Linked DNA regions of Mus musculus: all the other regions are linked to region 1. A link is a contact called in public Micro-C and promoter capture Hi-C data. All regions are on one chromosome and are shown on one strand. Each heading gives the region's core, a stretch centred on a gene start, on an enhancer-like site or on the middle of the called end of the contact. The rest is flanking DNA. Distances are from core to core; before and after follow the strand shown. Region 1 holds the start of Eps15 (epidermal growth factor receptor pathway substrate 15). Region 2 holds the start of Prpf38a (PRP38 pre-mRNA processing factor 38 (yeast) domain containing A). Region 3 holds the start of Zyg11b (zyg-ll family member B, cell cycle regulator). Region 4 holds the start of Coa7 (cytochrome c oxidase assembly factor 7). Region 5 holds the start of Tut4 (terminal uridylyl transferase 4). Region 6 holds the start of Dmrta2 (doublesex and mab-3 related transcription factor like family A2).

The links. Promoter capture Hi-C pulls out the DNA fragments that hold promoters and counts their contacts. A called contact is a pair of places that touch in the nucleus more often than the background predicts. Capture Hi-C pulls out chosen DNA fragments and counts their contacts.
Region 2: a contact with region 1 is called in a promoter capture Hi-C map of adipose tissue, with 2.2 times the contacts expected there. The contact joins the promoter of Prpf38a here to the promoter of Eps15 in region 1. A contact is called at or near these places in 2 of 39 promoter capture datasets (cranial neural crest and liver) and 2 of 9 other capture datasets (adipose tissue and liver).
Region 3: a promoter capture Hi-C map of pre-B cells shows a contact between it and region 1, with 3 times the contacts expected there. The contact joins the promoter of Zyg11b here to the promoter of Eps15 in region 1. A contact is called at or near these places in 2 of 39 promoter capture datasets (the C10 cell line and pre-B cells).
Region 4: a contact with region 1 is called in a promoter capture Hi-C map of pre-B cells, with 2.9 times the contacts expected there. The contact joins the promoter of Coa7 here to the promoter of Eps15 in region 1. A contact is called at or near these places in 1 of 39 promoter capture datasets (pre-B cells) and 1 of 9 other capture datasets (liver).
Region 5: a contact with region 1 is called in a promoter capture Hi-C map of pre-B cells, with 2.5 times the contacts expected there. The contact joins the promoter of Tut4 here to the promoter of Eps15 in region 1. A contact is called at or near these places in 2 of 39 promoter capture datasets (cranial neural crest and pre-B cells) and 1 of 115 datasets of contacts at active chromatin or transcription factors (microglia).
Region 6: a Micro-C map of embryonic stem cells shows a contact between it and region 1, with 6 times the contacts expected there. The contact joins the promoter of Dmrta2 here to the promoter of Eps15 in region 1. A contact is called at or near these places in 4 of 39 promoter capture datasets (the HPC-7 cell line, cranial neural crest and embryonic stem cells), 3 of 484 Hi-C or Micro-C datasets (all in embryonic stem cells), 1 of 115 datasets of contacts at active chromatin or transcription factors (astrocytes) and 1 of 9 other capture datasets (embryonic stem cells).

What each region holds. Positions count from the first base shown.
Region 1 is chr4:109,278,896-109,283,407 of GRCm38.p6, reverse strand. Eps15 (epidermal growth factor receptor pathway substrate 15) reads right to left here and starts at 3,133. Exons shown (of 25, transcript NM_007943.3): 1 at 2,964-3,133. The coding sequence starts at 2,996. Gm40225 (a long non-coding RNA gene) reads left to right here and starts at 3,085. Exons shown (of 3, transcript XR_868003.2): 1 at 3,085-3,386.
Region 2 is chr4:108,576,791-108,581,072 of GRCm38.p6, reverse strand. Prpf38a (PRP38 pre-mRNA processing factor 38 (yeast) domain containing A) reads left to right here and starts at 1,737. Exons shown (of 10, transcript NM_172697.3): 1 at 1,737-2,088; 2 at 3,985-4,144. The coding sequence starts at 1,959. Orc1 (origin recognition complex, subunit 1) reads right to left here and starts at 1,619. Exons shown (of 17, transcript NM_011015.2): 1 at 1,498-1,619.
Region 3 is chr4:108,299,220-108,303,685 of GRCm38.p6, reverse strand. It overlaps Zyg11b (zyg-ll family member B, cell cycle regulator), which reads left to right and starts at 2,596. Exons shown (of 14, transcript NM_001033634.3): 1 at 2,596-2,795. The coding sequence starts at 2,766.
Region 4 is chr4:108,325,356-108,329,835 of GRCm38.p6, reverse strand. It overlaps Coa7 (cytochrome c oxidase assembly factor 7), which reads right to left and starts at 1,684. Exons shown (of 3, transcript NM_027250.4): 1 at 1,546-1,684. The coding sequence starts at 1,651.
Region 5 is chr4:108,457,500-108,461,819 of GRCm38.p6, reverse strand. It overlaps Tut4 (terminal uridylyl transferase 4), which reads right to left and starts at 2,410. Exons shown (of 31, transcript NM_175472.4): 1 at 2,181-2,410; 2 at 1,620-1,803.
Region 6 is chr4:109,976,034-109,979,962 of GRCm38.p6, reverse strand. It overlaps Dmrta2 (doublesex and mab-3 related transcription factor like family A2), which reads right to left and starts at 1,938. Exons shown (of 3, transcript NM_172296.2): 1 at 1,627-1,938; 2 at 1-108. The coding sequence starts at 100. It overlaps Dmrta2os (a long non-coding RNA gene), which reads left to right and starts at 351. Exons shown (of 4, transcript XR_868017.3): 1 at 351-1,025; 2 at 1,177-2,621; 3 at 2,850-3,036; 4 at 3,194-3,929.

The sequences.
Region 1 (4,512 bases), core at 1,884-4,383:
CTTGGGAGACTGGGGCAGAAGGATCACTAAGTCAACGAACCCAGACTAGAATGGCAACATAGCCATACACTTTGAACCTTCCACATGTCTACCTTGAAGAATCTCCCACTTGAGTATACCATATCTAGCTCTGTGTTAGAAGAGCAGAAAAAAGAAACACAAGGTAACATAAATAAATCAATAATGAATGTGAAACCAAACTACACCATTATCTGACTTAGTTCAAGCAGCTAAAACTTTTTAAACAAAAAGTATGAGGAACTGAGGAGATGGCTCAGTAGGTAAAAACACTATGTAACATGAGGAGTGGAATTCAAATCCCTAGTACCTACATAAAAACCTAGCACGGCCAAGCATGCCTATAACCCCAGCAGTAAAGAGCAGAAACAAGCTGGCCCGCCTAAATGGCAATCTCTCATTCAAGGCTGCAAGGCAGACAGTGATACAGGAAGACACCTGACATTCTCCTCTAGTCTCTTCATGCACTCCAACCAGCACATGCACCTGCACACTCATATGTGTGCAACACACACACACATGTTAAAATCAAGGACTGGAGATATGGTTCAGCTCAAGTTAATAGCACTTGTGGCTCTTGCAGAGGGCTCAGGTTCGGTTCCCAGTAGCCATATGGTGGTTTATAACCATCCATAACTCTAGTTCCAAGGGATTTGACACTCTCTTCTGTCTTATATGGGCACCAGACATGAATGTGGTATACATATATACATGCAGGCAAACACTCATACACAAATAAGTAATTATATCTAAGAACTATAAATCTGCTAAGTTTGAAGGAAAAAGATACATTAGTAAATATTTTAAAAACTTTTTCCCCTGTGCCTTTATAATATCTCACTATATCTTAGTATTTTAATATCTAAATATTTTAAATTGACTTATTTGAATTATCAATTTAAGTTCAAACATGAAATACTAAAGAATAATTTCCCCTTAGTGATTCAGCATTTACTCTGGATACATTTTAACACCTAACTATACAACCACAAGAACATATGCAAATTATGAAAATGACTACAAAACTGAGAGCCTGAAGCAAATTTCCAGAGATAAGTGATCCTAAACAGAAACTAAAAACACAGTACAATCCAAGAAGAAAATAAAGTAGGCACACAACCAAGAAGCAATTCTACAGAAGTCTTCAAGGGAACAAAATCTTTAATAGGGGGGTCGGGGGAAACTACCAGAATTAGCCAACAGAGTCAGAATACAAGTGCCTGCCAACAGAGATCATGTTTAAGGCAGGTCACTATCTAGACTCAGAAAGCCAACACCCAAAAGTCAATGTTTCCATTCCTCAAATGTGAGTTTCAGAAGGACCCTTCTAAACAGATTCATGACAAGACTGGGCCATCTTAAAAGTTCTTCCCTGTTAGATGCAAGTCAAAACACAATGACCCACAGGAAATAAATTTGGAAATGTAAAGTTTATGAGGTTATTCCTAAAGGCTGTCTTACCTGTGGGATGCCTCTGTGTGTGTGTGTGTGTGTGTGTGTGTGTGTGCGCACTATAATACACACACACACACACATACAGTATATATAGAATCACTTTTGCTGGGGATATGGCTCAGTCGGTACAGGGCCTGTCTAGCCAGCATGAAGTCCTGAGTCTGATCCCTGGCGATGAATAAACTAATATAGTGGTACAGTCCACTTGGGAGATGGAGGAAGAAGGATCCAAAATCAAGGTCATTCTTGATATTCTTGATTACATAGTGAGTTCAAAGCCAGCTTGATCTATTTGAGACCCTGTCTCAAAATAAATAAGTAAATAAAATTTCCACCCTGGCTCCTGGGGAAAATACTTTTTTATCTCCAAGTTCTTGGAAAGAAACACCTCAAAACCTCTTTATCATAACATAGAAATAATCTATTACCCAAACACATGCCCTACCTTATAAGTACAGGCAAATCTAGGCCAAGGAGACAAGATGGCAGGGAGCTATCACAGGGCAGGCTGATAGGCTGAGGTGGGCTTATACCAGGGAGTACACAGCCCCCAGCTATGGAGAAGGCAAACTTCTGGGCAGTGAAGATGAAAGGGACTGGCAGGTGTTTGGTACCTCATCCCTCCTGGGTGTCTTGAGATGACTACGCTTGGTTTTACAGAAACGGAGAACTCAGGTTCTCCTAAGTGAGTGATGTTTAGATGTATCCCTCGAGGATGGGGCTCTGAAGGAAGAGAACATTTTAATAATGATGATGATGATAAAGAGGCGAGACTCCGAGAACAGACTCCGAGAACAGCTTTTGGTCGAGATCGTCCCAGGACAAAGTTATCTCCCCGGTGGTTCCGGGCACCAGGGAGGAAAGAGGCGCCCCACCTGCAGAAGGCTGGCACCATGACCCCTCGGACGACGATCAGAGACGGCGCCCTCGCGGGTGGGAAAGTCTGCAAGGGGATCTGAGCAGAAGTGAGTGGGTCAAGTGCCCGGACAGGATGCGACTTCTGGAAGCCAGGCTGACTTGAGGGAACTGAGGGGAACTCGGCAGTCGTCGCTCCCGCGGACCGGAGCAGAGCGAAGCTGAGGGAACCCTGCCCCGCCGAAGTCGAGCCTCGCATCGCCCGCGGCCGCTGTCTAGCGTGAGCCCCACCGGAGCTCACCTGGCGGCCGTCAGGCCCGGAGGAGAAACTTGCCGAGAAGGTGAGCGCCGACGGGACCTGGAGGAGAGCGGCGCGGAGACCCGCGGCGGGGGCGGCGGCCGGGTGGGAGCCGCGCGGGGCGGAGCCGAGAGCCCGGCGACCCGGGGCGGGGGTGCGGCGGCCCCGGCTCGCCGCTCCCGCTCCGACTCGGGATGGCGCCCGCACTCCTCACACGCGCTCCCACCGTGCGGCCCGAGGGCAGCCGCCGCGCCAGCGCCCCAGAGCGGTGGAGGGGGGGAGGGAGGGCCGGGGAACCCCGGCGGGTCGAGCCGGGCCGACCGGCGGGCGGCGTTACCTGTGTCAGGGAGAGCTGGGCTGCCGCAGCCATGGTGTTTCCATCATGCACGGGAGGGGAAGGAAGGACGGACGGACGGGGGCCCGGGGCGGGAAGGAGGCGGAGGGACAGGCCGTAGGCGAGGCCGGCGGCCGGGCGTCTCCCCGAACTTCGACAACTTCCCTCCTCACGCCGCCCCGCCCCGCCCCGCCCCGCCGGCCTCACAGGCCGTGGCGGCGCGCAAAGCCCGGAGCGGGAGTCTGAGCCGCGGAACCAGGCCCTGACCCCGGCCTCCCTGGAAAACCCGGTGCGGATAGGGCTCTGGGGTGGACGGTCAGCGGAGGCGGCGCCACAGAGACCTGAGTTTAGGCAGGTCACCCACCATCCTTCTTCCTGGGCTGCTGTTTTCTGTAAAGTGCGGGGAGAAATTAGAACCATGTCCAGGTGGGTTGTGGGAACTAAAAAAGTAATGGTACTAAGTAATGACAGGAGCGGTTTAGTAGTAATAACATTAAATAATTCTGATTGTGTGTGATTCTGCACTAAATGCTTTTGTTTGTTTGCTGTTTGTTTAAAACAAGGTCTCTCTCTGTGTAGCCATGGCTATCCCGAAGCTCACTGTATAGATCAGGCTGGCCTCAAACTCACAGAGATCCACTTCCCTCTGCCTCCAGAGTGCTGGGATTAAGGAGATGTACCACTACTCCAGGCCTAAATACTTTTTTAAAAAATTGTGTGAATAGGGGATTTGAAACAGAAAGAAGTTATACAAATGAGGATGGTGAAAGCCAGCCAGGCATGGTGGCACATACCTTTAATCTCTGAGAGTTCCATGCCAGCCTGCTCTACATAGTGAGTTCAAGGACACATAGTAAGGCCCTGACTGAAATAAAAAGAAAAGGGCCTCCCCGAAAAGAAAAAACAAAACAAAACAAAACAACTCTCTTACCCGAAGTTTAAAAACTAACTAGAAAGCTGGATTACAAATCTTTCTACCTGCTATCACATTAAGAAGGCATGTAAATCCTTCTAAAGTAAAAATCTTGGGAGCAAGAAGGAACTGCTTGCCTTGCCTGCTCCCTGTCCTGCCTAGACTGTTTAATTTAAAAAAAAAAAAAAAAAAAAAAAAAAAAAGCAGGTGTAGGGCCACAGTGGAGTTCAGAGGTACAGTGAGTGCATAAAGTCCCATCTCAAATTCTTTTTTTTTTTTTTGTCTGGTTGGTTGGTTGGTTTTGGTTTTGGTTTTTTGAGACAGGGTTTCTCTGTATAGCTCTGGCTGTCCTGGAACTCACTCTGTAGACCAGGCTGGCCTTGAACTCAGAAATCTGCCTGCCTCAGCCTCCCAAGTGCTGAGATTAAAGGAATGTGCCACCAGTGCCCGGTTCCTCTCAAATTCCTTTTTGTCATAAATGCCACCTCTTGACAGAGTATTGTCTCTCCAAACTAGTGTTCATACTCTTTTGTTGACTTTACTAGAAGAGGGCAACAACCTCCTAATGACCTGTTTACATAAGTCTAACCACCCCCCTCAGCTCACCAGTGGCAGAGATTTTTTAATATATATGTATTT
Region 2 (4,282 bases), core at 488-2,987, 700 kb after region 1:
ACCCCCCCCCTCCATCAGCAAAATGATTTTGATTATCAGCAAAAATGGTGAATGGACTGGGGAGCCAGGAGGATTGGTTTGGCAAAGAGAAGAGTTTGACTTCTAGCGATATCCATGGAAGGACACCACAAGTCTGAACCCAGTACAGGAACCATACCCAATGCAAAAACATAAAAGGAACCTTAATAAAAGTTAAGCCCAAACTCTTGACACATGTACCTCATTTAAATCTTTAAAGTAACCCCAGAACAATGTAAATTCATAGAAGATGCTCAATAATAAATATTTGCTAATGAAAGGGAGATGTTATCTTTGTACAAGTTAAGTCTGAACAGTCAGATACCAATAAGCTACCTTACCTTATGTATCATCGTATCACCTGTGAAAATAGTATTTACTTCTGGCAGCTTATTATATACAGTAATATATACAGCTTCCCAATCAGAGTGGCAGGTCCACCGGACCCATTTCCTAATCCACAAAATGGAAAAATAGTATCTCTTTTTATTCAACCAATATTATTTGAGGCCTGTGTGCTAAGCACTGTTCTAAGATAATCAGACTAAGAGAAAATACGGTATGATAAACCAATGCCCATCCTACTGTAGCCAACTATTGAAACAATGGATTCCAAGAAGTTTGACTTGTCCCCAGAACTTCATCCTGAAGCCAGAGGAACAACTTGTCTATAGGAAGGATTAGCAACAACAGTCTGGAGGAGCCTCTCAGGAGAGGGGGCTGAGATGTGTGTCTATAAGTGTTCCAGGACAAACGGGGCTACAGAGAGAAACTCTGTTTTGAACCCCCCTCCCGCACCTTCCCCAATCTAATTCTGAAAAAACAGGGTGTGGTGGTGCATGCCATTAATTCTAGGGCCTGAGGCAGAGGCAGTCTCTAAATTCGAGACCAGCCTGGTTCTGAGCAAGCTACAGGACAGCCGGCTCTACACAGAAAAATGTCTAAAAACCATTACAGTAGAAAATAATTACGATTATTCGACTTCTATGGAAAACTAAAAAGACCTCGTGACAGGAATCTCACAGCTCAAAGCTTAGAACTCCCAATTTCTCCAATTGTTAAGAGAAGGCTAGACCCAAGAAAGTAGAATACGAGCCATTAGATGTTTTCTCCAGTGATTGGAGATGAAAGCTCACTTAAGGGCAAGCCATGTGGAGAGGAGACGCCAAAGTCCCAGAAAGTGACTTAGAGAAAGTCTGTCTCTGGGCGGAATCACCAGTAAAGCGGAGAGCAACACCAGCTCCGCGGTTCCAGAGGAAAGGTTGCGAGTGCTTTTCAGAAGCAGTGCACGCGGAGAGCCAAAGCCTTAGGCTCCCCACCGAGGGCCGGCGCCACCCGCTTCTCCGAGGTCTCCTTCAGTGCAGGAAGTGTTCCTGGAGCTCCGGGGAGGCGAGAAGGTTTACAGGCTTGCGAGCGGTGCCGGCACCGACGGCCCTAGGTGCACGTGTATGCAGTCCGTGGACAACGACCCGCACTCACCTCGCCGACGCTTTGCAGTCCAGGCACTGGAGTAGCTGGGGGACGCTCGCTCGTCCAGGTCTGGCTCCTCCGGGAGACCACGGCTACAACACGTAGTCCCAGCTCTCAGCTGACTAAGAACTGAAGGCACAGGAGAAAACTTTTCGCGCCACTAACCGAAACCCCGCCCACAGTGTGATTCTGATTGGCGTTTCGGACACTCGCCACGCCCTCCCGGGGGTTCATGACGTACTTCCGCCAATTTGCTTGGGCCCTCTCTGGTGCGGGGTGTGCGTATTCCGGCGAAAGAGTTCTACGCCACAGCTTCCGGTACGAAGCTGGTGGCTTTCCGCGGTCGCAAGGGATTCCTTAATGTTTCCCTAGCCTCCGGTAGTCCTTTTTTTTTTTTCCCTTCTTTTAAATAAATACTGAATGTGACGTATTAAGCAAGCCGACGGAAATAGAATTGAAAGAGTTCTAAAATGGCGAACCGTACAGTGAAGGATGCCCACAGCATCCATGGCACCAACCCTCAGTATCTGGTGGAGAAGATCATCCGGACGCGAATCTATGAATCAAAGTACTGGAAAGAAGAGTGTTTTGGACTTACAGGTGAGCGACAGCGCGCAGCCCGCGTCTCGGCTTACGGGTGGTTTCTTCTGTCTGAGTGAGGAAGGACGGACCCTTTGGGGGTGATACTGGAAGAGTATGTCAACTATTCATATAAACTGCTCTGTGCCTGGACTTGTACTAGACGGGACACAGACAAATCTGACACGATCTTTTTCTCTTTTCTCTTTTTTCTTTTCCGTTTTCCGAGACAGGGTTTCTCTGTAATAGCCCTGGCTGTCCTGGAGAACTGCTGGCTTCGAACTGCCTCTGTCTCCCGAGTGCTGGAATTCAAGGAATACACCAGCACCGCAGGGCTCACCGGTCTTTCCTTCTTTCTTTCTTTCTTTCTTTCTTTCTTTCTTTGGGGGGGGGGGGGGGTGGGCTCCGAGACAGGGTTTCTCTGTAGCCCTGGCTGTCCTATGTCCTGGAACTCACTTTGTAGACCAGGCTGTCCTCGAACTCGAACTCAGAAATCCGCCTGCCTCTGCCTCTGCCTCCCAAGTGCTGGGATTAAAGGCGTGCGCCACCACGTCCTGCTTGACCGGTCTTTCTTTTTTTTGTTTTGTTTTTCGAGACAGGGTTTCTCTATAGCCCTTGCTGTCCTGGAACTCACTTTGTAGACCAGGCTGGCCTCGAACTCAGAAATCCACCTGCCTCTGCCTTCGAGTGCTGGGATTAAAGGTGTGCGCCACTACACCCGGCTTGACCGGTCTTTCTTGATGCTGAAGGATTTCTTTAGTTTTTTTTTTTTTTTTTTGAGCCATTCCATTTTTTTAAATTAATTAATTTATTTGTTTATTTATTTATTGATAGTCTGCTGGGTCCTAGATTGTTTATCTCAGGGACCAGATAAGGGTTCCTTTAATGCAGCTTGAAGATGTTCAAGGAACTTCACCATTCCTATAATAAAATTCTTGCTGTTCTTAAATGGGTCAGTAGTTTCATTTTTGACCTGCTTCCCCTAGTCCTTTAGGTTTCTGTTTTGTTTTGGGGTTTTTTTGTTGTTGTTTTTTTCCCCTGAGACAGGGGGCCTTGGATGGCCTGGAACTCTCTTGAACACACAGAGATTCATCTGCCTTCCCCTTCTGGTCCCTAGGATTAAAGGCATGAGCCACCTCGCTGGCTCCTAAGTTTTTTAGAGTGGCTCTCTGTCAGCTGTCGTAGCTTTGTTCAGCTTCACCTGGTGTGACTCTGGCTGTGGTTCTTGAGCATGTAAAATCACTTAAGCTCTTTTTTGTTCTCATTATCCTTAGCTGGAAGCCAGGACAATGATTATTTGTTTTTTTGTTTTGTTTTAGACAGGGTTTCTCTGTGTAGTCCTGGCCCTGGCTGTCCAGGAACTCACTCTGTAGACCAGGCTGGCCCTGAACTCACAGAGATGTGCCTGCCTCTGTCTCCCGAGTTCCGGCATTAAAGTTGTACACCACCCCAGACCAGCATCTGGTAGTAATAAGAGGACTTTTCCCTCATAATTTGTTGTATAAAGATTGAGGACTCATGAGTCCCACCCTTCCTTGATGGACTAAACAATTAATGGAGACTGGGACGAGGGGTCTGTCTCTCTCTGTAGTGCTGTAGTTCCAGGCATATGTAGCCCTGGCTGTTCTAAAACTCACTCTGCAGACTAGGCTGCCTCAGACCCAGAGATCTGCTTACCTCTGCCTCCTGAGTGCTGGGACTGAGCAATCATCACCATGCTCAGGGTTTTTTGTTTTTTTCCTTTTTAAGGCTGTTATTAATAAGCTCTTGTTCTCTTAATATTAAATTCTTATTGACTATTTAGGAACTCTAAACCTTTAGCTATTTAACCTTCCAACCAAGAAAAACTAAGGCCAAGAAAAACTAAAGCCTTTAATATGTCTAAGATGTATGTCACTTTGTTTTTGGCTGTTTCAGCTGAACTTGTAGTGGACAAAGCCATGGAGTTAAAGTTCGTTGGTGGTGTGTATGGTGGAAACATAAAGCCAACTCCTTTTTTGTGTTTAACCTTGAAAATGCTTCAGATTCAACCTGAGAAGGATATCATTGTTGAGTTCATAAAAAATGAAGATTTCAAGTGAGTATGTTAACAAGTACAACACTTCTAGTGGTTCAGAATTGGCTTTGTTAATAGGACTGTTGTGTTTCATTTCCACACGCTTTTGCCCTTGAACTTGTATTTTGTTTGCTGTGGTAACATAGACCTAACTCCCCC
Region 3 (4,466 bases), core at 1,347-3,846, 980 kb after region 1:
ATATACAATTTTAATTTCACTTTGGATGCAGAAGTAGATGGATCTCTGTGAGTTGGAGGCTTGCTTTGTCTTTATAGTGGGCTCCAGGTCAGCCAGAGCTAGTAAGACCCAACAAAACAAAACACCATCATGTGGGCTGGACATGCTCAGTGGTGGAACACTTGCCTAGCATGTCTGTCTGACCTGTCTAGGACTCAGTCCCGACATTCACACACACACACACACACACACACACACACACACACACACACACACACACACCTGATCTACAGTGTAGTTCAACTAATTTAAATTCATTCCTGTCTAGCTTGCTAATGAATGCCTCCTACTTTTCTAACTGCTGGCCTGGCTGCTTCCCCAGCAGTGTACCCCAAATACTTGCTGTTTCTCTTGGCCATGAGCTCATGAGCCATCTCTTTTCATGGCAGCTTCTTCTTCCTCTTCCTCCTTCTTTTATAAAAGAAATATTTATTTTATGTATATAAGCACATTGTAGCTGTCTTCAGACACACCAGAAGAGGGCACCTGATCAGTTTACAAGATGGTGTAAGCCACCATGTGGTTGCTGGGAATTGAACTCAGGGCCTCTGGAAGAACAGTCAGTGTTCCTAACCACTGAGCCATCTCTCCAGCACCCCCCTTCTTCCTTCTCCTTTTCTTCCTCCTCCTCCTCCTCCTTCTCTCTCTCTCTCTATGTCTCTCTCTCTGTCTCTCTCTGTCTGTCTCTTCCCTCTCATTCTTCTCCTCTCTCTCTCTCTCTCTCTCTCTCTCTCTCTCTCTCTCTCTCTCTCTCTCTCTCTGCAAACATCAATCAGCCAGGTAACTCAAAACTTGCCTACCTCTAATCCCTCCAGTAATTGGTTGTACCATTTTTACTTAACCAATAGCTTTAAGTTAAGGAACAAGGTTTGCACAACAAACGCTGGTAAATGAGAGAATTAGTACAGAATTTAGCATCACAATACACAGCCTCCCACCAAACAACCATCACTAGAGTAATCAAATCCACAGAGATTAAAAATCAGGACTATGCTAGCTTTGGGTGTGTCTCAGTAGTAGAGAGCTTGCATAGCGTGTGTGAGGTCATCAACTTAATACCCAGCACTGCTGCAACCTCCAACAAAAGGTAGCACAGTACTTGCCAAGGGACAGTGAGAAAGAATATAGGGATAGACATTCAGTTTTGCAAGAGCGGCAGAGTCTGAACAACTGAGGATGTTGCCCAAGAGGAGAACACTTGCACAGCATGTGCAAAGCCTTGTAGTTAATTCCCACTACCACAAACACGATGGAAACAATCAAGTGGCAGCCTTCTGGAGTGCCTGTTTGGCGATGGCTTCACCAGTACTTAATCCTGCCTGACCTGTATACTTGATAGTGATTAAAATGGAAGATGGTCCAGTGGCAAGAGGCTAGGGGGTTAGGTCTCCAGAAGTGTGCGCTCTGGAGAAACAGTGACACACTTCCTCTAACAAGGCTACTCTTCCTAGTATCACCAACCACCATGGGCCAGGCATTCAAACACAGGAGTCTATGGGGGCCATACCTATTCAAACCACCACAGCAGAGAAATGGAGAGTTGAAGCATACCTGGACTACATAGTGAAGGCTAGCCTGGGCTACAGAAAGGAAAAAGTATACAAGTGGAGTTATAGGTAGTCTGGAAGTCACTGTCAGTGATGGAAACTTATATAGATGTTCTGTTTTGTCCATTTACTTTGTCAGTGATTTGAAGGCAAAAATGATTAGTTAAATGAGCATGAAGAAGGAAATATCGGAGGCCTGAGAAGAGGGACTTGAAGTAGCTACCTAGAGGGTGGAAAAATATAGCATAGCTAAACACCATTTACATAAGATCAAAAGAAGGCAGCCAAGAGATGGCTCATCGGTTAAGAGCACTGACCCCTCTTCCTGAGTTCAAATCCCAGCAACCACATGGTGGCTCACAACCATCTGTAATGAGATCTGATGCCCTATTCTGTGCTGTCTGAAGACAGCTACAGTGTACTTGGATATAATAATAAATAAATCTTTAAAAAGAAAAAAGAAAAGCAGGTTAAAGAGGGAAAGCTCCATAGTCAAAATTGAGATTGTGGGGCCCGAGGATGTGACGCAGTAGCAGGCAGAATACTTGCCTAACATATGCTATGTGGAGGGACTCTTTCTCACAAAACAAAACGAAAACAACAGCAAAACAACATCATGTAACAGAATGCTAAAATCACTAAGAACGTTGACAACAAAAATTAATGACTAAAAAAAAAAATTAATGACTATGAATCAGAAGTTAAGTTTTGAAGAATGAGGGTAAGCGCTGCAGTCTTCTGGAGGTAAGATTTAAAGCTCTTCCAAACGGAAAGACTACAGCCTCGTCAGAGGGCGTTGGCCCCTTTAAGGGCTGGCGTTTGAGAATGGAGTCTACGCCGGGACGGGGCGGGGTCTTCAGGGGGCGGGACCACTTTGGGGCGGGGCGAGACATGCAAGGGAGAGAGGGGCGGGACTTCTAAGGGGCAGGGCGCGGTAGGCTCAGGGAGAGGGGCGGGACCTCGTGCGGGGGGGCGGGGCGCAGCAGGCGCGGCGAGCGAGGCGGAGTCTGTGTTTCGGTCAGGTTGCGGCAGCGGCTGCTGTAGTTCAGAAGAGCGAGGCCGAGGCCTGGGCCCAGCCCGGAGCCGCTGCCTGACCCGAGCCTCCTGGAGCCCCCGAGCCGGCTGATCTTAGCGGCGGGCTCGGGCTCCGCCTGCCACCGCACGCAGGACCGAGGCTGCATGCCGGAGGACCAGGCCCACGCAGCCATGGTGAGCTAGCGCGGCCTGCCCCCCACCCCCCGCAGGGTGGCCCGAGGACGCCGGGCAGCCGTCTCACCCTTCTTCCTGCACCCTCCCTCTGTCTCCTCCGGCTCGCGTTCCCCATCCACCAGTAGGAGCAAACCTCTTTGGGAGACATCCCTTAATCCCCCTTCTTTCCGGTGACACCCTTTTGTCCCCCGGTGACAGCCTCCTTCGCATTCTCCTCGTCCCCCCTTCCCTGTCTTTAACCCTCCCCTTTCTCCTCAACCATTTTAACCTTTCTCCTCTATGGTCGTTAGTCACCCCCACCCCCCACTTTTCCTTCCCACACTTTGCTTCCTTTCCCTCCTCGACCCTCTTCACCATTTTATCTCCGGCGCCCCCTCTTCCCCTTGGTCCTCGACCATCCGCATTTCCTCTGCCCCTTGTCGGATGTCCTCCGTCGCCGGCTCACACATCTGTCCCCATTTCCTTGTGCAGGTTTCAGAGGGCTAAGCAGGAGCAATTGGAAGGCAATTGCTACCCGGGAGCTGTTGGGCGGGTACATACAGATTAGTAACCTTTCTTTCTCCGTTCTGTTTTGGAGTGGGGAAGTGAGGGGAGATTGGCGGTATGGAAGAATAGTCTGGAAGCTTTACTACTTAGTGTCATTGCAAAAACCTGAGTGGGGTGTGTTACAGAGTACATCCTGTAGCCTTATGTGATTATCAGGCCTTTTGACAGAAATAGCCAAAAAGGGTTGTTACATTTTTATTTTGAATGTGTTTTCATGTGGAGTTACCGTTAGGGAAATTAAAAATCTTTTGTAATTTGCAGGCTTGACAGTTGTTGCTCAGAGCACATGATTTGTTTTTGTTAGGAGGCAGAGACCAAGGGCATTTGAGGTCTGAATATCAGCCTGGCAGTCAGATTGTGACAGTCTTTCGAATACCTTCCTCCGAAAGGTTGTATTTGTCCTGTCCTTTCTGTCCTTTCTTGGAGAAACCCTTTCTTTGCAAATTTTCCTCTGCTTCAAAATGGCTGTGACTACAGTCCCATTTTTAAGTGTTATCCGCGTTTTGCTGTGTATATATTGAAAGCATTGTTCTATCCTATACAAAATAAATGTTGATCTCTGGGAGGAAATAATACATTCTAGTCAAAAAGACTTGTTGATAATCATAAGTTCCTAGGTTGTATTTCCCTCCATCTGACTTTTAGGAAGGTAACCTACCGTCTGGTGTTTAACCGGGAAACACTCCCTCGCTCCCTGACTCTGCTGATCCTCCATTGTCTTTTCCCAGTGACTGCCTCTCACTTGTTCCACTGTTACTGTGTGCTGTTCTGTTCCTTCCCAAGGAGAGTCAGAGTCTGGAAACAACTGGGCCTTACTTAATTCCCTGAGTTCCCAGTGCCCAGGTCAGGTAGACTCTTGAATGGTTTGATTTATGATCTCATTTCCCCACCTGTCAAGTGCAGTCTTCCACTGAAATTTGAGGCACCTTGCAGACTACTCAGGGTGAGTTGAAGCGTCTTTTGGTGCAAAAAGGAGTAGAATAAGATGTAGTGATGATTCTTTTCAGACTAGAGAGCCATCCTGCTGGAGAAGGTACCAGGCTGTTAGACTTTTGGAAATGCAGGCCTTTCCACGGAGACTGAATGAGTTATTCAAAGGATGGGGAGTCAAAGGCGTGATTTGAG
Region 4 (4,480 bases), core at 435-2,934, 950 kb after region 1:
TTCCAGGACAGCCAGGGCTATACAGAGAAACCCTGTCTCGAAAAAACAAACAAACAAACAAACAAACAAACAGAATAATCCTGGGTTCCTTATCCAGAGTCACACTATAGTGGACTAATTTCAAGAAACAGAAAGTCATTTCTTGGGAACTAGACTGTAAGCTACTGGAAAGGAGGGCCAGAGCCATTTTCATTCTTTTCCCTTAATTAAAACAATAGGAAAACAACCTACAGACACTGGACACTTGTTTGGGCACTGGTCACTCATACACTCCACCTCCTCACTGCACATAAGAGTCCATTTCTGGGGCTGGTGAGATGGCTCAGTGGTTAAGGAAACCGACTACTCTTCCAAAGGTCCTGAGTTCAAATCCCAGCAACCACATGGTGGCTCACAACCATCTGTAATGAAATCTGATGCTCTCTTCTGGAGTGTCTGAAGACAGCTACAGTGTACTTACATATAATAAATAAATAAATATAGTCAATTTCTGACCTTTTATTACCTCTGCCTGGCAAAGACTTACAATGGTTCCTTTCCTCCTTCAAAGCTTTATTCAAAAGCCATGTCATTGGGCAGTGCCCTTCACTCAGTTCTTTTTATCACATTTCACTTACCTTAAAAAAACTTTTTTTTCCCTCGAAAAAACTAAAACAAAAAAAAAATTTTTTTTTAAAATTTTGTGCTGGATGGTGGCAGCCCACACCTTCTAGCACTTGAGAAACAGAAGCTTGCAGATATCTTAGTTTCAGGCTAGCCTGATCAACAGAAGGACAGTCAGGACTACACAAAGAATAACACCTCAACAAATTAATTAATTTATTAATTTGTTAACAGGCCTGTGGCTCATGCCAAAAACTCAGAAGATAGAGGAAGCAGTTCTGAGTCCAAGGCTAGCGTGGCCTACACTGTAAGTTCTAGGCCAGTCAAGGCTACATAATGACAGTCTCAAAAAAAAAAAGATTTAATTTTTATTATTTTAAATTATGGATGTGTGTATACGAGCATGTGGTGTGGTGGCAGCAGAGGCCAGAGGCATTGGATCTCCTAGAACTTTAAATGGGCTCCTAATTACTGGACCACCACTCCAATCTCCCTCTCCAATTCTTTTTTTGGGCCGGGTTTTGCTATGTAGTTCAGGCTAGTCCTTAACTCCTGAGTTCTAAGTGATCCTCCTTCCTCAGCCTCCCGAACGCTAGAATTACAGGTGCAAGATGCCAACCAATTCTGGCTCGCATTTACTACTAGCATATATTTCATTTATTTCCTGCATGTTAAATGATTCCCTCAAAGACATGTACACCGAGGTTCTACTTCACCCTCACACCTCCAGTCCTAGCACCCTAAACTTGACTACACAGCATCTAGCCTGAGGGCTCCGCCCTCCGCTGCAGGCCCCGCCCCCGATGCACTACAACTTCCCGCCCACAGGCCCGTAGTGACCCTGACCCGGTCCTTAGGCGTCCTCGGCCCGCCACGTGACCACGACTGCACCCCACGCTCGCTCCCCTCCCCTATGTCCCAGGCTGCGCAGTTGGCGCTCACCCTCCGGGTCCTTCTCGCGGTAGCATTGGTAGTGACACTCCACCTCCATGTTCTCCAGGAAGGACTTCACCTGCTCCTCGTCCTGGAAGTCAACCAAGCCCGCCATGATTCCGACTCCCACAAATCGCTTTGTGGCTCCACCCTCAGTTACGTGAGCCAGCCCAGGGGCGGGGCATGCCGGCGGCGTGCGTGACGTCAGCGCTCCTCAGTACGGGGGCGGGTTGGAAGGAAGGAGACGATTACCGCTTCCCATCATCCTTTGCGGTGGTAGCTCCCCACCCCCCCCACCCCTCCAGGCTTTTATTCTTCTTTTTGGACAGCCCTCTCCCAGGTTTCTGCGTCGGTTTATCTGAGGCCATACTGCCCCTTAATGGTTTTCTCCCTGTAGTCTGGATCAGCCAGACATTCTTCAGTTCCGGTTCTAAAGCCGACACAGCCGGGAGCTCAGGTCCCAGCCTTACCAAAGCTTACAGCGTTGGGCTGCAGCTCACCACCAAGTACTCTGAAGCATCGTAAAACAGAACTTGAAATCTATTCCGAAAGCATTCGTTCATTTGGGTGGCAAGCATTTTGAATACCTTGTGTGTCCCAAATATGGCCGGAAAAACCGAAATAAATAAATCTGTGCAATTGCCACGGGATGCCCTTATCTCTATATTCTTTGTAGACCCATCAAAATCATCCATATTAATATGACTGCGAGTTATGATTAGAACACATCAGTGGTCGGGATTATAGTGACAACATGGTCACTATAATAGTTTTAGAACAGCAGCATGGCGGATTGAAGCCAAGGAACACTATGAAGTCATATGATGCAACAGATCTTACCGAAGAGGTTTATTGGGGCAAGGAGAAAGGGAAAGGCCGATTGGGAATGGACTCATGGTTTTAAAAGCAGTTCCATGACACATCTTTCACAGGATAGCACAAGCTCTGCGTTACTCCAGAGCCTCTGGCTAAAACTGACTTTTATGTATGGCTTCTCCTGTTTTTCCTTTGATAGAATCTCACTTTGAGACAATCCTCCCCCCTCAGCCTACTGAGTACTGTTGCAGATACAAGCTCCCACATCCACCTATCCGTGTTCTTTTTATCTTGTTTATATCTGTAATCACTAGAGGGAGCCCTTAGAATACATGGTCCAGGATGAGAAGGCCTGACCTTTACTTTGGAGCCTCCCTCCTTAACCTACTCCTACTGGATACATCTAGAAGCTTACTTGCTTTGTTCTGTATAACTGAGACAGGCTGACTCCATGACAGGCTTCACATTGGCAGTTCAGGAGACTAGACATAAATCTCTGTTTCCAAGAACTGAGCAAGCCCAGGCCTCAGAAGAGGCCACACCACCTGGCCTCCAGGAGTTCCAGGATAGCTTGGAAAACAGTAAGCCATTATTAAAAAAAAATAATAATAATATTTAGGCTGAAGAAGTAGCTCATCTGTTGGAGAACTTGCCTGGTCCCTTGGGTTCAGTCTTCATCATGTCCTAAAACAGGCATGGTGCAATCCTAGCACTTGTTGAGGTAGAGGCAAGGGGGGTCAGGGTTCAAGGTCATTCTCAGTTGCATACCAAGTTCTAGGCCAGCCAGAGAAACTTCTTCTCTTCTCTTCTCTTCTCTTCTCTTCTCTTCTCTTCTCTTCCCTTCCCTTCCCTTCCCTTCCCTTCCCTTCCCTCCCCTCCCCTCCCCTCTCCTCCCCTCCCCTCCCCTCCCCTCCTGTCCCCTCTTCTCTTCTTATCCTTTCTTCTTCTTCTTCTTCTTCTTCTTCTTCTTCTTCTTCTTCTTCTTCTTCTTCTTCTTCTTCTTCTTCTCTCTCTCTCTCTCTCTCTCTCTCTCTCTCTCATTTTCCAGACAGGGTTTCTCCGTAGTCCGGCTGTCCCAGAACTCACTCTGTAGCCCAGGCTTTCCTTGAACGCAGAAATCTGCCTATCTGCCTATCCGCCTGCCTCTGCATCTGAATGCTGGGATAAAGGTATGTATCACCATGCCTAGTTGAGACCCTTGTGTTCAAAATTAATTTCAGTCAGGCATAGTGGCATATGTTTATATTCAGGTGGCTGGGACAGGAAGATAGTTGTGTGTTAAAGGCCAACCTGGGCTACATAACAAGATTGCCTTTGTTGGGGACCAGGAACCACCATAAAAACACTGTTCTCAGTTAAGCAAAAACAGTTTATTGAATGAATACCCCAAAATTGGACATTCAGGGCCACAAAAAGGACTCGGGAACCTAATTTTGTGGTACTAGTGTATTCTCAGGAAAGGCTTATAAAGGAAACACACACTGAGCTCATATGTAGGCGTAGGAAGTGCTGCCCAGTGGTCAGCTCTGACTCAAGCCATTTTAGACATAACAGTTCATATTGACCTTTGATTTTTATGGGTCCGACGTAAAGCTTTGTGGAATTTCTTAAGATTAACATACCACATACAGAACATACAGGGTATATGATTAGCCCAAACTTGAGTCAGGTTATTTTTCTGTGTCCGTGACTGGCAGGCATTTTATAGCAATAATATGAAATAGTTGGTAGGCATGAAACAAAATGGCTACATACATGTTGGTGGAGGGCAGACCTCAACACCTTAAGTAAGAAACTAAACCTAGGGCTGGTGAGATGGCTCAGTGGGTAAGAGCACCCGACTGCTCTTTCGAAGGTCCAGAGTTCAAATCCCAGCAACCACATGGTGGCTCACAACCATCCGTAACAAGATCTGACTCCCTCTTCTGGAGTGTCTGAAGACAGCTACAGTGTACTTACATATAATAATAAATAAATCTTTAAAAAAAAAAAAGAAACTAAACCTAAAAAAATAAAGTTAAATAAATTAAACTCTGGGAACCGATAGTTACTGAGTAGTGTGTTTGCTTAGCAGATGCAAGGCTTTGATTAGCTCTCCACCCCTCTAAAGCAAAAAATACGCATGAAG
Region 5 (4,320 bases), core at 1,161-3,660, 820 kb after region 1:
CCATACTTAAAACATGAACATGTCACTCACTTTCACTTCCACTTTTAGACTCTTTTAAGGAAGCTTTACTTTTTTTTTTTAACCATTTTCTACACTAGCCAAATAAAACTATGCAAAGAAAAGAGCACAGTATCTAAGAGGTTAAGGTAACTTCCTTTTGTTTATAATATTTTTAAAATGAGAAACAGCTTAAACTTCTCTTCCCAACATTGATGGTGTTTAAGCCCTCCGTATAATTTGTTTATAAAGGCACCATAAAGCACACTGTATGCTCGTGAGCTATCTTAAGAAAAGCCAAATCAAACAATATTTCATAGTTTTACAAGTTGTGGCTAATCTGTAGTAGGATGTAAGTGTACACCATATTTCTGAGGGGATACACATGGGCTCTGAGTAAAGAAAATGTTAAGTGCATACACACGCAGTCGACATTTAAAACTTGCCACAATTCAACATTTGGGAATGGCATTTTCCCTAAATAATCAAATCCACTTGGGATTATCTTATTTTATTCCTTTCAAAACAGAGTATGTTGTTTCACCAAGTGCTTCAAACACATTCCTGCTCCAAGGTACGCTCTGGAGGGGGGAGGGGATACATCTATAGATATAAAAGGTTATATGACCTCCGCGAGCTAATTATTAAATTCATTCCAACAAATCACAATTCAAATTGCATTTCTGGACACTAAGATTACAAAAGATCGCAGAACGTCAAATGTTTAAGGAATTACTTTTGTATCGAAATGAAGAAACATGGTATACTAAAACTAAAATCTCACGCAAGGTACAAGATTCGTCTGCTTTAAAGTTTGATAATCTTCTTTTTTAAAATGTTTAACCAACGTTAAGATAACAGTAATTAATCCCATTCAGGTACTGACTAGAAATCCCGCTGCTTCTTTGAGGTCTAACCACCTCATTCTTTTGTAATCCTGATATCAAAAGGATCAGAAACCACTTGCGAAGGCGTGCGACACACTGGGGAAGTGCTGTCTGTTTACAAATACGAATCTCACAGTTACCCACGTCAAAAGCGCGCAGTACCAGCACCTCTCGACTGGGGGGCGGGGGACAGAGACGGCGGGTGAGCAGGAAACGAAATCCACACAAACCTACCTCTGCTCCCTCCCGACAAGGACAAGCCCGGGGGATGGCGGGGAGGACACGCTGTGTGTGTGTGTGTTTACAAGTGTATATATACATACACATACACAGGGTGAAAGAAAGGCACACAATACAGACAAACACGCACTGGATCTAAGCGAAGGCTAGACCAATCCCGTTAACTCAGATACTCCTACCCCGTCTACAACAGGTTTCGGTGGCCGGACGGGCGCCCCAGCTTTCCCTAAGGTCGGCCCCCCAAAGCCCTCCTCAGGCCGCCCAGGCCGCCTTCTCGACTTCCCTCCTTCCCTCGGCTTTCCCCTGGGACACCAGAAGCCAGTTCCAGCCCAGGAGGAAGTGCCAGGCCCCGAGGGGGCGGCGGAGACGCGCTCCGGCGGCGCGGACACCTGCGAGGCGCCGCACCTGAAGGGGACAAGCTGGGGGCCCCCGGGCTCAGCGGCCGAGCACACCCCCTCGGCAGCCCGCGCAGCGCGGCGGCCCGCAGCCCCGTACCTGAGAAGCCCGCGAGCTACAGGCGCGCGCGACGCCTCCTCATCTCAGAGGCTCCGGCTCCCCCTCCGCCTCCCGCCGCCGCTGCCGCCCCCGTCGCCGTCGCCGCCGCCGCCGTCGCCGCCGCCGATGGAGGCCAGGACACGACGAGCTCAGGACTCCACCGCCATGTCCGCCGCGCCGCGAACTGCATTGTGGGGGGGAAGGGACGGGGAGGGGGAGGAGGAGGGAGCGAGAGAAAGAGGAGGACCCGCTGAGGGGAGGGGGCTGAGGGAGAGTGGCGCCCGGCCGAGGGGGGAGGGGAGTCGGAGGCTCTCCCCAGCCTGGGATCCCGATTGGGATGGGAGGAGATAGCCTCGGAGGCGGGGAGCAGAGCCTCCCAGAGCTGGGTTCAGGGGCTCCCTCTTCTTTAATTCTGGGGATCCCCCCCAAGCACCCGTCAAACCTCGGCGGAGGAGGGGGTAGACCGGGGGGCGTGGGGGGAGGGGCTTCGTTCCGGGGCTCGTGGCGGTCGCCCGGAAACAATGAGGAGGGGATGGAGGTGGGAGGACGGCGCGCACACACCCGCGCTGAGGAGGGAGAGCGGGCGAGCGCGCGCGGGCTCCGATCGGCGCCCGAGCTGGGGGCGGGCGGGCCCCCGAGGGAGAGAGGAAGGGAGGGAGGGAGGGAAAGGGTCGGAGCTACCCGCGGCTCGCTGGCTGGAGCGGGCCTGCAGGGAGAGAGAAAGAGAGAGAGAGGGTCCTGCGGTCCAGCACGCCGACGCCGGGAAGCGGCGCGAGGACGCCGGCGAGCTTAGGGTCGCGTGCACCGTCGCGCTTCTCACGTCAGGCTCCCTGGCTGCGGGCGCCTTGCCTGAGGCCCCCGGGCGGGAAAGGGGGCAGGTTGCCTAGCTGTGCCCCAGGGAGAGGCCGTAGATGTGCAGGCTCGGGCTTGTCACTGTCCGACAGCCCACGCATTTCTTGAATCCTCCGCGACCATTCCTGACTTCTGAGCACTGTCGAGCAGCTAGCAGGAGGGAGCCCCCCACCCCTTCACCCTTGCATCCAGTCCAGTTTTGCATCACCTCAGGACTAACAAAGCAGAGAAATCTTGAGAAATAGTTCGAAAACCATTTCTTTAGTTTCAGGTGGGCATAGAAACAACTACCAAGAACGGCTTCCCTCCTTCCTCCTTTTTTTTTTTTAAATGTGTTAGCTTCCTCTCATTTAAATTTACACTCATGGAAGACTAGAAGGCTTTGTTAGTTTATTTTAATGACACCCCCCCCCCCCGCCCTCAAGCCTCGAGATTATTATTTGACCAGTCTCCTACTTCACTCAGAGCTGGTCAAATCACACAACTGCAGTCCTTGAGGTGGATATTTACTAGGCAGAAAAAGTGTATGGCACTAAACGTGGGGTTTTATAAAGGGAAGCAGCTGAATCTTAAATATTTACAAGGTAATGACAAATTTTCTTGTGACTCACAGACCAGAGCTGCTAAGAGGCTACAGAGAGGCAATTGTCTCTGCAGAGTTCATCGACTTCCTGCTACATCCCAGAACTAAACACCTCTCACATGATATGTCCGTCAGAATCCCCAAAGCTGAACAAGCTTAGTGAGAAGGGACCAAGCATTGCCAACTTACTTCTAGGCATCGAGCTGAGGAGGCTTCATACACTTAACCACCTAATCTTCATAATGATCTTGTGACAATAGATACTATGGCTTCCATTTGCAGAGGAGAAAATATGCTCTGACAATCCCCTTCCCCCTGTCTCTGACTCCAGCAGACCCAGGAGCTGTGGATAGAGGGTAGCCAGTCAACCCTTCCAGCTTGGGGCGATTATCAAACTAATAAAAAATCCAGAGTTGCCTCATCTGAAACATTTTTAAATGTGTCCAAACTTCAGAGAGATAAGGTAAAGAACAGAAGAGGAAATGAAAGTGAAAACCGAATGTTAGGTGTGGTAGATTACAGCTGTAATATCAGCATTCTGGAAGCTGGGGCAGGATGATCACCAGGTCAAAGCCAGACTCTGTAGCCCAGGCTGGCCTCGAACTCAGAAAGCCGCCTGTCTTTGCCTTGATCTCTTTAAAAATAAAAAATAGACTTATAGCTTCCACAATAACATGTTCATTTTTTTGTTTTGGCTTTTTTGTTTCTTTTCCTTCTTTCTTTCTTTGTGGTGTTTGGGGGAGATTGGAAGAGCAGAGGACAGATATGAAGGAATGGGGAGAAGAGTGGGGTGGGGGCATATGATGTGAAATTCACAAAGAATTAATAAAATGTTTAAATAAATAAACGACTTGTATGGTGGAGTGGTGGAGTACACCATTAATCCCAGCAGGGGATAGGAAGGCGGGAGTAGGTGGATCTTTTGAATTTTTGGCCAATATGAAAAGGAGTTACAAAGCAGCCAGGGCTACCAAGTAAGACCTTGTCTCAAAAAACCAGGATTTGGGCAGATAGCAGCTCAATGTAACAGTACTTGCCTAGCATGTAAAGGGCTCCGAGTCTGATCCTCAGTGCTGGAAAGAGAATAATGAAAACGTAAAGCTGATAGACACACTTAAAAGGATTACCAACACGCTCCTCACTGATATTAATGTCATTGGACCAAATTCAACTGAACTCCTGATTACTTAGTATAAGCAAATCATAGTTCAGTGCCTAGACAAACTACACAGACTGCTGTTCAGAAATCTCACTGTTGAGCAAGGA
Region 6 (3,929 bases), core at 689-3,188, 700 kb before region 1:
CCGCAGCCACCGACGCCACCGATGCCACGGGTGGTCCCGTCGCTGTCGCTGCTGCTGTCGCCGCACCGGGCACGCTGGGCAGCTCCGAGCGCAGCTCCATGGCTGGACCTAGCGTGGGGAAAGTGGGGATACCTGAGTCAGGGTAATACAGTCACTAGGCTTAAGCACGGCCTGCAGAAACCCATTTTGGGAAACTTTGGTTGTACAAGTTTAACTAAACTTGTGGCTGTCAAACTGCTGGGGAAACGAACTGGAAGCTCCCTGTAAACAAGTACGCCCCCACCCCCACCACTGACCTCTTATATCTGACTACACGTGTAAGATTTCGTTTGAATCAGTAGTTCCGCCAAGGGGAAAAAAACAAGACAACGTTTGGAAGTCATTGGTGCAGTTGAATGTAAAGAGGATTTGGAAAGAAAATATTATGCCCAAAGCTTAGGTTAATTGGGGTGAGTCGAGAAAAGAGAAATATTTGCCTGAAAGGGACTCAGATTACAGAGAAAACTTGGGACCAACAAGCGGATGTCAAAGGCAAAGCAAGAAAAAAAAAAAAAAAGGAGCAAAATGATCCCGTTTGGTGGACAGGTGAAGAGGAGAGAAATGTGCAGGCGGGGTGAGGAGGTGAACAGGTTGGGCTGGGGTCTTAATTGTAGCTTTCAATGTGGAAGCAGAGGAATTCGAGCAAAAAGGAACTGAAGAATTTTTTCCTGTTAGAAGTAGGGTAAGAACTAGAAGACAAAACTTGGAGGCAAAGTTCGGCTTATGGCCCTGGGATCACAGCCAAAAGAATTCTGCAAATACTGTGGTCTGAGCCTCTAAAGGGTTAGTTCTATTCCACAGAACTGAGTGTAGGAGAGCTGAGAAGAGAGAAAAGCCATCGGAAGAAACTTTCTTTGGACTGGCCACCCTAGCTCAAAGATTAGTTGAATAACAAGAAAAACGTCCAGAAACAGCTGACAAGGCGACCCGGACTGAGGTCCACCGAGAGGGACAGCGCTGCTTAGGAAAAAAATCTCCAGCAAAAGGTAGGGCGGGGATAGGGTGAAACCTGTGGCTTGGGGGTTAGACTTTTAGTCTGGAGTAGTCAGAGGAAAGCACATCTTCAGAAAAGTTAGACTTTGCAGGAGCCAGAGTCCTTTTGCTCAATGCCTCTTACCCAACCCCCACCCCTCCCAGTTTAGGAACTGAGTCCTCAGACACGCCCTCCTCATCCTGGGACCTCTTGGGACCCCGCTTGTGCGCAGGTTCCAGAGTGTTGGTCTCAGACCAGGGTTCTGGGACTTGCACAATCCAGCAGGCCTCAAAGGAGGCCAGGAAGTCGCCTCCAAAACTGACCCTGAAGGGACCCGAGAGTCTCACCTGCGCCGCAGCCGCAGAAGGCCCAGCAGGCCCTGCTCCTGGCTTCCGCCGCGGCCTCCACTCCCCGCCACGCAGCCCGGGTCCCCGCCAGAGCCGGGAGCCGCTCCTGGGGTCCGGGTCTGGGAATCCCAGAGCACCGTGTGCTCCGAGGCCTCTTCCCCCAGACCCTCAAGCACTCAATGCCCAAGGCCCGGCAGGGCCTGGGCCTCGCCCTCGGGGGCCACCGACCCGGTCGCCTCCCCTGCTCGGCTGCCGGCCCTCCCCTACCTGCCTCGAGCTCCGGGCTCCTCCTCTGTTGGCGCAGCACGCGTCGCCCAGCTCGGCTCGCGCCTCGGCTCTCTTGGCCTCGTCCCTCTGCCCCCGGCCCCTTCTCTGACCACGTCACCCTCCTTCAGCCACCATGTCCGAACTTCCGGACCCCTCTAGGAACACAGCAGTCCAACACCCCGGAGGGGCCTCGGGGCCGGGGGCCTGGCCGAGGGCGGGCTGGTTGCAACCGGCGTCCCCTCGGTGCGCTCCGGACGCTGCGCTCGCCCCGGGCCGGGTAGTCCGGCGCTGCCAGCTCTCAATGAGCCGCTCGCCCGCTCTATTGTTGCTCCTCAGGGCTCCATTAGACAGAATTGGACAACAATGTGGCGCCTGCCATTGGCCAGGGGAGACAGTCGGCGCTCTGATTGGCCGGGCCCGCGCCCGGGGAGCCCCTCATTCTACAGTGTCCGAAAGATTCGAAACTCCGCACGCTCTGCTGAGTGCCTGCGGGATGGGAGGGGGCGCCAGGGAAGGAGTGCGCGAGGAGGAGCGTTGCAAATGTCGTGACAAGAAGTTTCCGTGCGCCCGAGAGCGTGTGAATTGCTCCTAATTACCGTGTCCGGTGCGCCTCTCCGCGTAGACGTGTGTAACCCCTCTACTCCTGGGGCTCCGGCTCCACTGAGCCACTCTCCCTTGGCCCGGGGCGCTTGGCAAGGCCTAGCTTCCCAAGTGGCCCCGGAGGCCTGGGGCGGGACAGGAGCAGGTGACAATTCAATTACCGCTGTCGAAGTGGGAGTGGAACCCGGGTGCCGGGGTGGGGGAGGGAGGGCGTTCACCGCAGACTTGCCAAGATGGTTTTTGCTGGCTTCCTTCTGACCGTGACCGTGTGCTTCCACGTCCGACGGGCTCCGAGGTAGTTGAGAGCCGGTTTGCTCCCTTCCCCCGCCCTCTATCACCTTTAATGCTTAGTTTCTTCGTTTGCAAAGTCCTGACACCGTGGGCGTCACGGAGTGGTAAGTGCGATTTGTAAGGATTTGTGTTTTCAAGCTAGGAGCCCCGGGAGGAACGTGGGTCCAAGCGCTGCAGCTTCTCCTCTCCCTGCGCCCCTGCCCTTTCCCTCGGCCCCCTGTGCCCTCCTTGCCTTTCCGAATTTCTTTGCATCTTGCTGCCCTTTTTTGTGGAATTCTTTTTGTGGCTGTTTGAAATTAACAAAGTTTACTTGTAACTTTTTTTTTTTAAAGCCAAAGTAAAAAGCCGCCTTTGCGACTCCCCAGATCCTCTGGAGGCTGGAGGAACCGGCCAGACGGTCAGACCCATCAGCCCACAAGACTTCCGCAGGGGGCGAGGGCACTGGACCTGCTTTGACTTGGCCTTCCTCGACCCGTGCTGACGTCACGGCCCGAGAACCCCCTTGGGTCTGCGGAGGAGGTAACAAGTTCGAATTTTGTATCTCTTCCTAGTTATTCCCATCTGTTACTGATGTTTAAATCCTTGGACTGTGTCACCCTCCAGCTCGGACTTTTCCTTTGCCTTTGAGGCTAACATTCTGTTACTCTCATTTTTGCTTTCTACTTTTCTCCTTCAGAGTAAAGAAAATTCGTTTAAATGAAATGCGAAACTATCTCCTTACTCCCTTTCCGATCCCTGCCGTGCGTTTTGGCATTGATTTTTAGAAACCCTTGGGCGTCGGAAGTCGGGTCTCTGCCACTGCAGACGGTCATCTGCTAGGCACCCAGAGCCTGCCTCAGGAGGACCCGCGACTGGGACTGGAAAGAAGAGGAGATCAGCAGGACCCCAAAACAGAACCATGGTCCTGCAAGGGTCAGGATGCGCTCCGCCCAAGGAGCCAACTGAGGATCCGACTGGGGGAGATAAGAAGGGGCGTTGAGCCTCAGAATCTAGCAGACAGCTTCCAGAAAGTTCGCCAGGCCTGTTTCAAAGGAGCCTGGACACGAATAATATAGAATAGTAGCCTGGTGCCCGCCACAGGGAAAGTTCTCCAGAGCCGGGAGAAAGGATTTGATAGGGAGTTAAGGGTCTCGAGATCTCCAGGGGCCAGAGGGTAGAATAACTCTGACTATGCCTGAGTGCTGGCCTGTGGGAGGGAGGGGCAGGGAGGCTTCGCGTGCTGCCAGATTCCACGCGAGGCTTCTACTCGCCTGCTTTTAGAGCTTTTGGGGGGAATATTTCAGAAAAAAAATGTGGACCCCCAAACAAAATAACCTAACCAGATCCGCTTAGTTTTCTGGGAAGGGTGGCCTAACTTTTCTCGCACCTGAGGCTTGCGCACTTAGATGTCCTGACACTTAGATGGAGACGAC